Linked DNA regions of Mus musculus: all the other regions are linked to region 1. A link is a contact called in public HiChIP or PLAC-seq data. All regions are on one chromosome and are shown on one strand. Each heading gives the region's core, a stretch centred on a gene start, on an enhancer-like site or on the middle of the called end of the contact. The rest is flanking DNA. Distances are from core to core; before and after follow the strand shown. Region 1 overlaps Vmp1 (vacuole membrane protein 1). Region 2 has its middle 6.5 kb from the start of Gm33742. Region 3 has its middle 26 kb from the start of Gm33742.

Region 1 (2,700 bases), core at 113-2,612:
AATGTGTGAAACATATGCTTGCCTGGTATTCAGGTCAGAAGAGGAAGAGCACTGGATCCCCTGCAACTAAGATTACACACAGCCCCGTTCATTCTTATGTAAGCAAACCATGTATGTGTGAATATAGACAAATAATAAATCATGTGTCTAAGCTAAGAGAGTCATTTGGGAATTGGGTAAGAATGCTTTATAGGCAAATATACAACAGTATATTGATTGTGTTAGTGATGCCATCTAGTGGTGACCAAATATAGATGTACTAAGACAAGTTCTAGAATTGGTTTTTTCTCTTTTTTAAAGGATCTTAGGATTTATTTTGTTCTGCATGTGTGGATGTGTTCAACACACATGGATGCCTATGGAAGCCAGCAGACAGCATTATATTCTCTGGAACTGGAACTATGAATGATTGTGAGCCACCATCTGCGGCTGGGAATTGAAAGCAAGGTCCTCCACAAGAACACACTGGCCTTAACTGCTGGGCCATCTTTCTCTCCAGCCCCCTAGGAAACTGATTTCAAACCACTCGTAGATGACAATCTTTGGAGAATGTGAATAACGTAGGTTTTTTTTTTTTTTCAACAAGAATAAAAAGCTTATTCTCCTAGGTACAAAAGTAGAATGTTCAGGAAATTAGAATAAGCAACACAAGTCAGTGGTTCTGCTAATCATCCTACTAAGTACCGTTCCGCAGAGATGAAAGAAGCTCGCTTTGCTCTCTGGCTCACACCCACCACTCCCATGGAAACAGCAACTCTGCTGATTGAGTGATGAGGGTTCCAACACACATTTTCAAATTACAACCTTTCAATTGAAAAACTTAATCTTAAAAATAAGGAAATTGTTCATTAACTGAAAAATATGACTTCATTTTAAGATCTAATCTTTTTAGTCTTAATCTTAAGTGACCATCTGGTGTACATTCGATCACAATTAACAAGGTTTAACCGCAAAGAGGCAACTTCCACTGTGAAGACCAATGGACACGAAATACAAAGCATTTTCATATTACTTAATTTTTAGAAAGCATGATCATGATAAAGAAGAAATTAATCTTTAGTTTTTCAAACTACATGAACTGTAAGACTTTACAAACAATACAAACACAAAATCCGACAAGAAGGGGACTGTATGTCTGCCCAGACTACGTTCCTAGCATGGCTGCTTGGCCTCTGAGGGTTACATGATTACAACAAGGTAGAGGTGTCTATTTCACCATCACAAAAAAGTAGGCCATCAGAATGTCGTCATCATCACATCTAAGCTCATAAAAGAAAGCACATGCAATTGGGGTTTCCCAAACACAGTCCTATCATCAAAAGACAAGGGAGCCCGGCATGGTGGTGCCCGTCTTTAATCTTAGCACTCAGGAGGCAGAGGGAGGAAGATCTCTGTAAGGTCCAGGACAGCCAGGGCTATATAGTGACACCCCCTTCCAAACAAACAAACAACAATACACAAAAGAAGTGAAGATTGTCAGGTGTGGGAGGCAAAGCACAGAGGTCCTTGTGCCATCACAGAAGCACTAGAGAAACCAGGAATGTTAAACATGCAGGGTTATCTTGAGAGAGAGAGAGAGAGAGAGAGAGAGAGAGAGAGAGAGAGAGAGAGAGAGAGAGAGAGAGAGAACTTGCTTTCAGAGCAGAGGAGGTTATGAGCCTGGTGACTTTTATTATCTGTGTGGCTAAAACCACACCAGATCCTCCCTAAGACCTTATCATGAAACTCTTTTTCTCAGTCGATCTATATATAGAACCTATCTTTATGGAAGATGTCACATGTTCTTACAAAGTTTCAACATGGGATTGAGTTAATTATCACCAGGAAATTTTTTCACCAAATTATACTGTACTTAATTAAATATATCTAAAGGAAACTACTTGGGGTCAGATTCTCAAAGTTTAAACCAACACAGACTACTGAGTTGTACTGAGCTGAACTGGCTCATCTTACATGGATTGACATGCTGGTCACTGGGATTCTAGAGAGAGAGACCCCCTGTACTTAAGAATTAAAACATTGTTACAAATCACAAAGGAAATGGTAAATTTTAAAGTTATTAGAATAGCTTGTATTAAGAACAAATCAAAACTCTGCTTTTGATTTCCTGTCTTTTTTTAAAATGTGTTAAAATTTCACATGTAATTTTAACAATTTATATACAAATATAATACACAAATATACTAAAAACTTCCCATGGAAACATTTATGTATAATTAATGCAGTAGTTTTTATAAGTTCAATGATTCTATCTCCTTACTTGTGACTTAGTATATAATAGATATAACATTGAGTGCAGTGAGAAAGAACTTCCTCCCAATTGCTCTTGAAATTGTCAAGAGAGATGACTCAGCAGTAAAGAGGCTGTGTTGCTCTTGCATAGGATTCAGGTTCAGTTCTTAGTACCCACAAGACAGCTCACAACTGTCTGTAACTCCAGTTCCTCCACAGGCACCAGGCAAACACATGATGCAGATATACAAAATACTCATATGCATTAAAAGTTAAAGCTGAGAAAATTCTAATTACATTCCACTAAACTAGCACACTGATCAAGTGTAAAAATGCTCATTAGTAGAAACAAAGATTTTACTTTTCCTTTACATTAATTCTGTAATAAACTTTACTGTTACAATACTACTACTACTACTACTACTACTACTACTACTACTACTACTACTACTACTATTATTGCTATTA
Region 2 (2,852 bases), core at 218-2,717, 220 kb after region 1:
ACTTCAGCTTTTCTGAGGCTAGGGTTAGCAAACCAGGACTTAGATTGGTCAGAGGCAATGAGGAACGGGGTACCTCTTTAGAAAAAAGGGATTCATTAGTCTGCAAGGCTACTGACCCAAATACCACGAGCTGATTGGCTTCAATAGCAGAGTTGTATCGTCTCTTAGATCTGGAATCCAAAAGTCTGAAATCAAAGTTCCGTCTGGGTGGGTCTCTTCTGAGGGCCAAGAGGAGCTGTTCCCTTCCTCTTCATAGCTTCTGGGGTTGCTGGTGAGCTGTGGCACCCCTTGGCATATGGATGTTCCCTTCTTTTCTCTGCCTTCCTCCTCACACGATATTCTCTGTGTGTGTCTGAATTTCTTTTTTGGTTTTAAATTAAATTTTATTTTATCATTCTGTGTGCAAGAGTGTCTTGCCTGCATGTATGCCTGTGGACCATGTATATCCCTGGTGCCCACTAAGGCCAGAAGATATCACTGGATCTCCTGGAATTGGAGTTATCAACAACTGTGAGCTGCCATGTGGGTGGTGGGAATTGAACTCAGGTCCTCAGGAAAAGCAGCCAGTGCTCTTAACCACAGAGCCATCCGACCTTCTGAGAACAGGGACACCTTCATGATGCCTGAACCATTTTCGTCTATAACAGCTATATTTCCAAATCGGGACATGTAGTGGGTTGCTGGGGCTTAGGAATTTTACATGTGATCTGGAGAGAGTAGCCTTCAAGCCCAAGGAAAGGGGTATAGGCAGAGAAAGACCCCTCTATGACACCTGTCCTCTTATTTGTTTTGAGACAGGATTTTGCTATGTAACCTAGGCTGCCTTAGAATTCACCAGTCTTCTACCTTTGGTTTCTGACTGCTGGGATTGTAGGTGTATGCCATCATTCCTGGCCTGGCTTGATTCTTAAATATCAAGCCTTCTTGAATTTCTCCCTACTGAACTCCGTCACAGGGAGCCCTTGATATTCTGGGCTGTGCCTTTTATCCCAGCATGAGGCTTGCCCAGTTACATGCTCCCCATCAGGGATGTATTTCCATCTTTAGCTCCCACCCCCTCCCAGACTGTAGGCCCCCACTTTTTAAAAGCTGTTCTGCTACTGTGACTTGACCCCAGGGCTTGATATATGCTGGACAAGTACTCAGACGCTGAGCTACATCCCCAGCCGTCCGTATCCCTGTCCTAACACACTGTTCTGCAAGCCTGAGCAGACTGTCTCCGAGTGGAGCGTGCTCTTCTCGGAACAGGCTTTGCCTGGCTGCGTGGAGCTAGTCTGGGTGCTTGTCTTGCTGTGCGCTAACCTTTGTAGATAGTGGAGCAAGCCATGCTCCATCCTCAGGGAAACCAGTGGTGCTGGAAGCTCACAGAAGTGGGGCCAAGAAACCTGCACTTAGATGCATGTAGGCAAAGGGACGCTGCAGAACTCAGGTAAGCAGAGTTACAGTGCAACCTGGTGGAGGTAAGGGGGGTTACTCTTGCCACAGAAAAGCCTGCGGGTGAGTCCAACCCTAGAGAGACGCAGGGACAGTCTGGGTGGTTAGGAACCTGGAATTTGCCCTCTAAACCTCGACTTCTGCATCCATAAAATGAAACATATAAGGAAATTTATTTGGAGACATTTTTGAGAGCACTGAATGAATACTAGCATATGGCCTTAGCCTCATGCCTGGTACAAATAATACATTGGTTTCTTTCTCCCCATGAGGACTGCTTTTGGTACATGCCACCTTTTACTGCTTCCACAAGCAAACCGATAAAAATTAGGTAAACTGTGGGGAAATGATAAAGTCAGATATGATGATACGATGACATATACCTGTATATTCCCCAGCAGAAGAATCAGGAGTTTGAGGCCAGCCTCAGCTACATAGTAAGTCTGAGGGCAGTGAATCTCAAAACAAATAAACAAAAAGAGGCAGAGACCAGCTGGGGAGGTGGTTCAGTTTGGTAAAGTATTTGCTAAACAGATGTGAGGGTCTGAGTTCGGATCCCTAGCACCCACTTAAAAAGTCAAGCGTGGTAGCACCTGTCTGAAATCTAGGAAGGAAGACACAGACGGATCCTTGGAGTTCATTGGCCAGTGAGTCTTAATGGATGGGTGAGGTGTGGGTTCAGGAAGAGACACAGTCTCAAAAAAGAAAGTGGAGGGGGTTGGAGAGATGACTCAAAGGTTAAGAGCACTGCCTGTGTTTCCCAAAGACCTGCCTGGTTCAATTCCCAGCACCTACAGCCATCTGTAACTGCAGTCCCAGGGGATCCAGTGCCCTCTTCTGGACACTGTGGGAACTTCATGTACATGGTGTAGAGGCCTGAATGGCAAAAAAAAAAAAAAAAAAAACCCTAAACAAACAAACAAACAAACAAAAAAGCAAAACAAAACAAAAAACCTCATACACATAAAGTAAAATTGGGGGTAGGGGGAGGAACCATGAAGGACCCCAACATGGACCTCTAGCCAGTATACTCATCACGTGCTCACTCGCACACGTAACTCCTCACACACAGGAGGAGGGGGCTGCTTTGGGCTATTTCTACACAGTAGAATGCTTGGCTTCTGACTGTTGATCCATGACAGGAGCTGTCAATTTGCCGTCCACCCTGAGGTTTCTAGCAGCAATCCTGGCATGCACAAGTATCTTTTCCTCCCTCCACAAAGAAAGGGGGCATCTGTGCATCTCTGAGATTTTAACACTAGGCTAGAACTGGGTCCTCTTGAGTGCTAACAATTATCCTACACACTTCCTAAGTTAGCTCAAAAATACCGACACTTAAGAACAGGTCAGAAGCACCTGATCGCTTTGAAGAGATAATTTCCTTAGATGAGACAAGAAGCAAATGAGTCGTCATTATG
Region 3 (2,893 bases), core at 380-2,879, 240 kb after region 1:
CCGTGTGTCCTCCTCCACCACAGCATCCACCGCTCCTTCCATCCTGATCCTTTCTGTTCCCAGGCAGGTATCCTGTATGCCTAGCCTTTCCGTAGCCATTTGTACTTAAGATCCTGTACTGTGGTGGGGTGTCATGTGCTACCGAGGCCCCTAACCTCCAGCACTAGCTGGTAACGCTACTGTGTCTCATCTCCCTGCTTGAAAACAGATGTGCACACAGGTATGGTGGCACATTCCTGTAATCTCAGCAGCTGGGCACCGAGGCAGGAGAATCTCTGTGACTTCCAGGCCAGCCTGGTTTACATAGTGGAGTTCTAGAGCTACATAGTGAGGCCCTGTCTTGGAGGAGGAGGAGGAGGAGGAGGAGGAGGAGGAGGAGGAGGAGGAGGAGGAGGAGGAGGAGGAGTCAAGGCACAAAGGCTTGATTGCGCTGCGTGAGACCCTGTCTCAAATAAACAAATCATTATTTAAAAGGATAAAACTGGAAAGGCTGGCAGAGCTATCTGACTGGCACCTGCTCTTTCCTTTTTCTAACAAGCCTCCCTTCCCATCAGCTCCATCCGCCCACCTCATTGCCAGGCTGTTATTTCCCTTAAACCTAGGGTACCTTCTTCCCAGCTCCCCCCGCTTCCTTCCTCTCTCAGTAAACAAGCACGTTGGTCCCCCTCTGCCTTCAGAGTTTTACCGTTAATCACGGCGGGGGAACAGACAGGAAATAACAACCGGGACGTGGCGAAGTTTAAGACGACTTGCCAGTCTTAGTCACAGCCCTGGTGCCCTGAAATGAGCGCACCTGGAAGAGCGCTCCTCCCTTTGCGAGCCTCTCAAAGCAGGTAGGATGGGCAGAGAGGGGCTGTACAGTGCCGCCGAGAACAGCGGGAGAAGCCCTGCCTTGACTGGGAGCAGCCGTTAGGTGGCAGCACAGGGCACGTCTTTCCAGGTCTTTCCACAACGGATGGGCCAAAGTGAGGCACCGAATTTTCTAGGAAGGGATAACCTAGAACCATATCAGGGCAGGCATTTGGGCTGAGACCAGCGAAAAGTGAGTCAGCCAAGACTCCCCGTGACACCGTGCTGTCTGGCAGCCAGCTGGGGCACGCGGGTGTCTGCTTCCTCTGGTAGAAGATTCTACGGCAGACCTTAGGCCCAATAGAATATTTTCACCCTGACATCTAGATTTTAACTTTTATTTTAATGTTTTTTTCCCTCTCTCTAGTTTTGTTTTTTGTTTCTTTGAGATAGCATCTCATGTAGCCCAGGCTGGCCTCAGACTCCCTCTGTGATCAGGAATGACCTTAAATGACGGATCTCATTGCTTCTGCCTCCAAGGGCTGAGCTTAAATGAATGCCACACGACACCTCGATCTTAAAGGCAAGCCATCCGAAGCCCAGACATTGGCCTGCCCTCCTGTTGGTTCTGTGCTGGGAACCCATTCCAGTGTGGGTATGGCTTCACTAGTGCCAGCCGAGTATATGTCTGTCCTCTGGTTTCAAAGTATTAATGGACGTCTACTTGGTATAACTAAAGTACTATTAACTTGAGCCAGGCATGGTGACATAGGTCTGGAATCATCCCTAGGGAGGTGGAGGTAGGAGGTTAGAAGTTCAAAGCCAGCCTCATCTACATAGTTGGCTATGCAGCAAATTCAAGGTCAGCTTGGGCTACATGATAGCCTGTCTCTGGGGTAGGGAGTTGGGGGACTAATTTGATTTTTCCTAGTTTCTAGTGTGAAACTAGGGGGAGAATCTTTGCACGTGGTAGAGTGGGCTTATGGGACACGGGTAAAGAAAAACAAGCTTTCTTTCTGCCTCCAGCTACCTATCCACTTGGGAGAAACGTGAGAGCCTATAGTCCAGATAGCGGGAGTCTGCAGCCTCAGCGCTCCATGCTGAATGGAATGCAAGCCTTTTTAGGGAACTAGCTGGTACAATCGTGCCTCTTATCAAGAGTGGCCTAGCATTACAGGGCCGGGCCATGCACACCCAAAATAACTCACCAGTCCTCTCAAATGACATTAGTAAAACCAAATGTATTCCTAGAATTTAAACACAGGCTCAAACAACTGCCCCCGTAACAAAACCGTGTTCTCAGACTTCAACTAATTTAGGGGACAGGTCAGTGATCAAAGCAAAGAAAGGCCTTATTATAAGGTAGCATTGGCTTGAAGGCTCTGGCCTCAGAAGGGAAATTTCCCTAGAAAACAACTCCTGATTCAAAGCTTACTGGTTAAAAAAAAAAAAAAAAAAAAAAAAAAAGAAGCAAGTCCAGGACTCCCAGCAGGCGGAGTCTGCGACTCTGAAACTATGAAGTCCCAGAAGCAGCTTCAGCTCTCCCTCAATGGACACTTGAAACCACACGGTGCAGGCATGCCTCAGAAAAAGGCAGCCTTTATGCTGAGCAGACCTCCTTGGAGCCTCAGCATGGTGGTACACACTTGTAATCCCAGCACTAGGGAGGCTAAGGCAGAAGGGAGTTTGAGGACCAGCCTGGGCTACATAGAGACTTTCAAGCAAACCTAGGCTATAAGCAAGAATCTATCTCCAAAAAGTGAATACTAAGGTTCATACTAAGGCAGGGCACTGGATATCACAAGATCTTATGAGGTGCAGGCAGACAGGAGGATCGGGACTTCCTTGCCTATATAGCTAGCTAAAGGACAAGCTGGGATACATGTGACCCATTCTGAGTCTACCCAGGAGAAAAGACCACCAATAACAGAACATCACACTTCCTTTGCTAAAACAGTTCTTAGCTCAAGGAGTACAGATTCTAGAACACACACCAAACATGTGGGAAATGGCAATTAAGACATGCCACATTGGGAAAAGAATAAACACACAAAACAAAACAAAATAAAAAAGAAATACCGCATCAGACATCAGGGCCAGTGAA

Evidence for each region. HiChIP or PLAC-seq counts read pairs in DNA pulled down with a chosen protein or histone mark.
Region 2: an H3K27ac HiChIP or PLAC-seq map of extraembryonic endoderm stem cells shows a contact between it and region 1. The contact joins two enhancer-like sites. A contact is called at or near these places in 2 of 15 datasets of contacts at CTCF or cohesin (large pre-B cells and pro-B cells), 4 of 484 Hi-C or Micro-C datasets (embryonic stem cells and nephron progenitors), 1 of 115 datasets of contacts at active chromatin or transcription factors (extraembryonic endoderm stem cells) and 1 of 9 other capture datasets (adipose tissue).
Region 3: a contact with region 1 is called in an H3K27ac HiChIP or PLAC-seq map of extraembryonic endoderm stem cells. The contact joins two enhancer-like sites. A contact is called at or near these places in 1 of 115 datasets of contacts at active chromatin or transcription factors (extraembryonic endoderm stem cells) and 1 of 9 other capture datasets (liver).

What each region holds. Positions count from the first base shown.
Region 1 is chr11:86,655,684-86,658,383 of GRCm38.p6, forward strand. All of the region lies in intron 5 of Vmp1 (vacuole membrane protein 1), which reads right to left. Among named protein-coding and RNA genes, the nearest start is that of Vmp1, 27 kb to the right of the region's middle. Within about 2 kb of position 1,363, at least 20 of the 459 cell types and tissues checked have an H3K27ac peak or open chromatin away from gene starts, as enhancers often do. A contact at or near this core is called in extraembryonic endoderm stem cells, where this site is marked.
Region 2 is chr11:86,873,659-86,876,510 of GRCm38.p6, forward strand. No RefSeq gene overlaps it. Among named protein-coding and RNA genes, the nearest start is that of Gm33742, 6.5 kb to the left of the region's middle. Within about 2 kb of position 1,468, at least 23 of the 459 cell types and tissues checked have an H3K27ac peak or open chromatin away from gene starts, as enhancers often do. A contact at or near this core is called in extraembryonic endoderm stem cells, where this site is marked.
Region 3 is chr11:86,893,457-86,896,349 of GRCm38.p6, forward strand. No RefSeq gene overlaps it. Among named protein-coding and RNA genes, the nearest start is that of Gm33742, 26 kb to the left of the region's middle. Within about 2 kb of position 1,630, at least 143 of the 459 cell types and tissues checked have an H3K27ac peak or open chromatin away from gene starts, as enhancers often do. A contact at or near this core is called in extraembryonic endoderm stem cells, where this site is marked.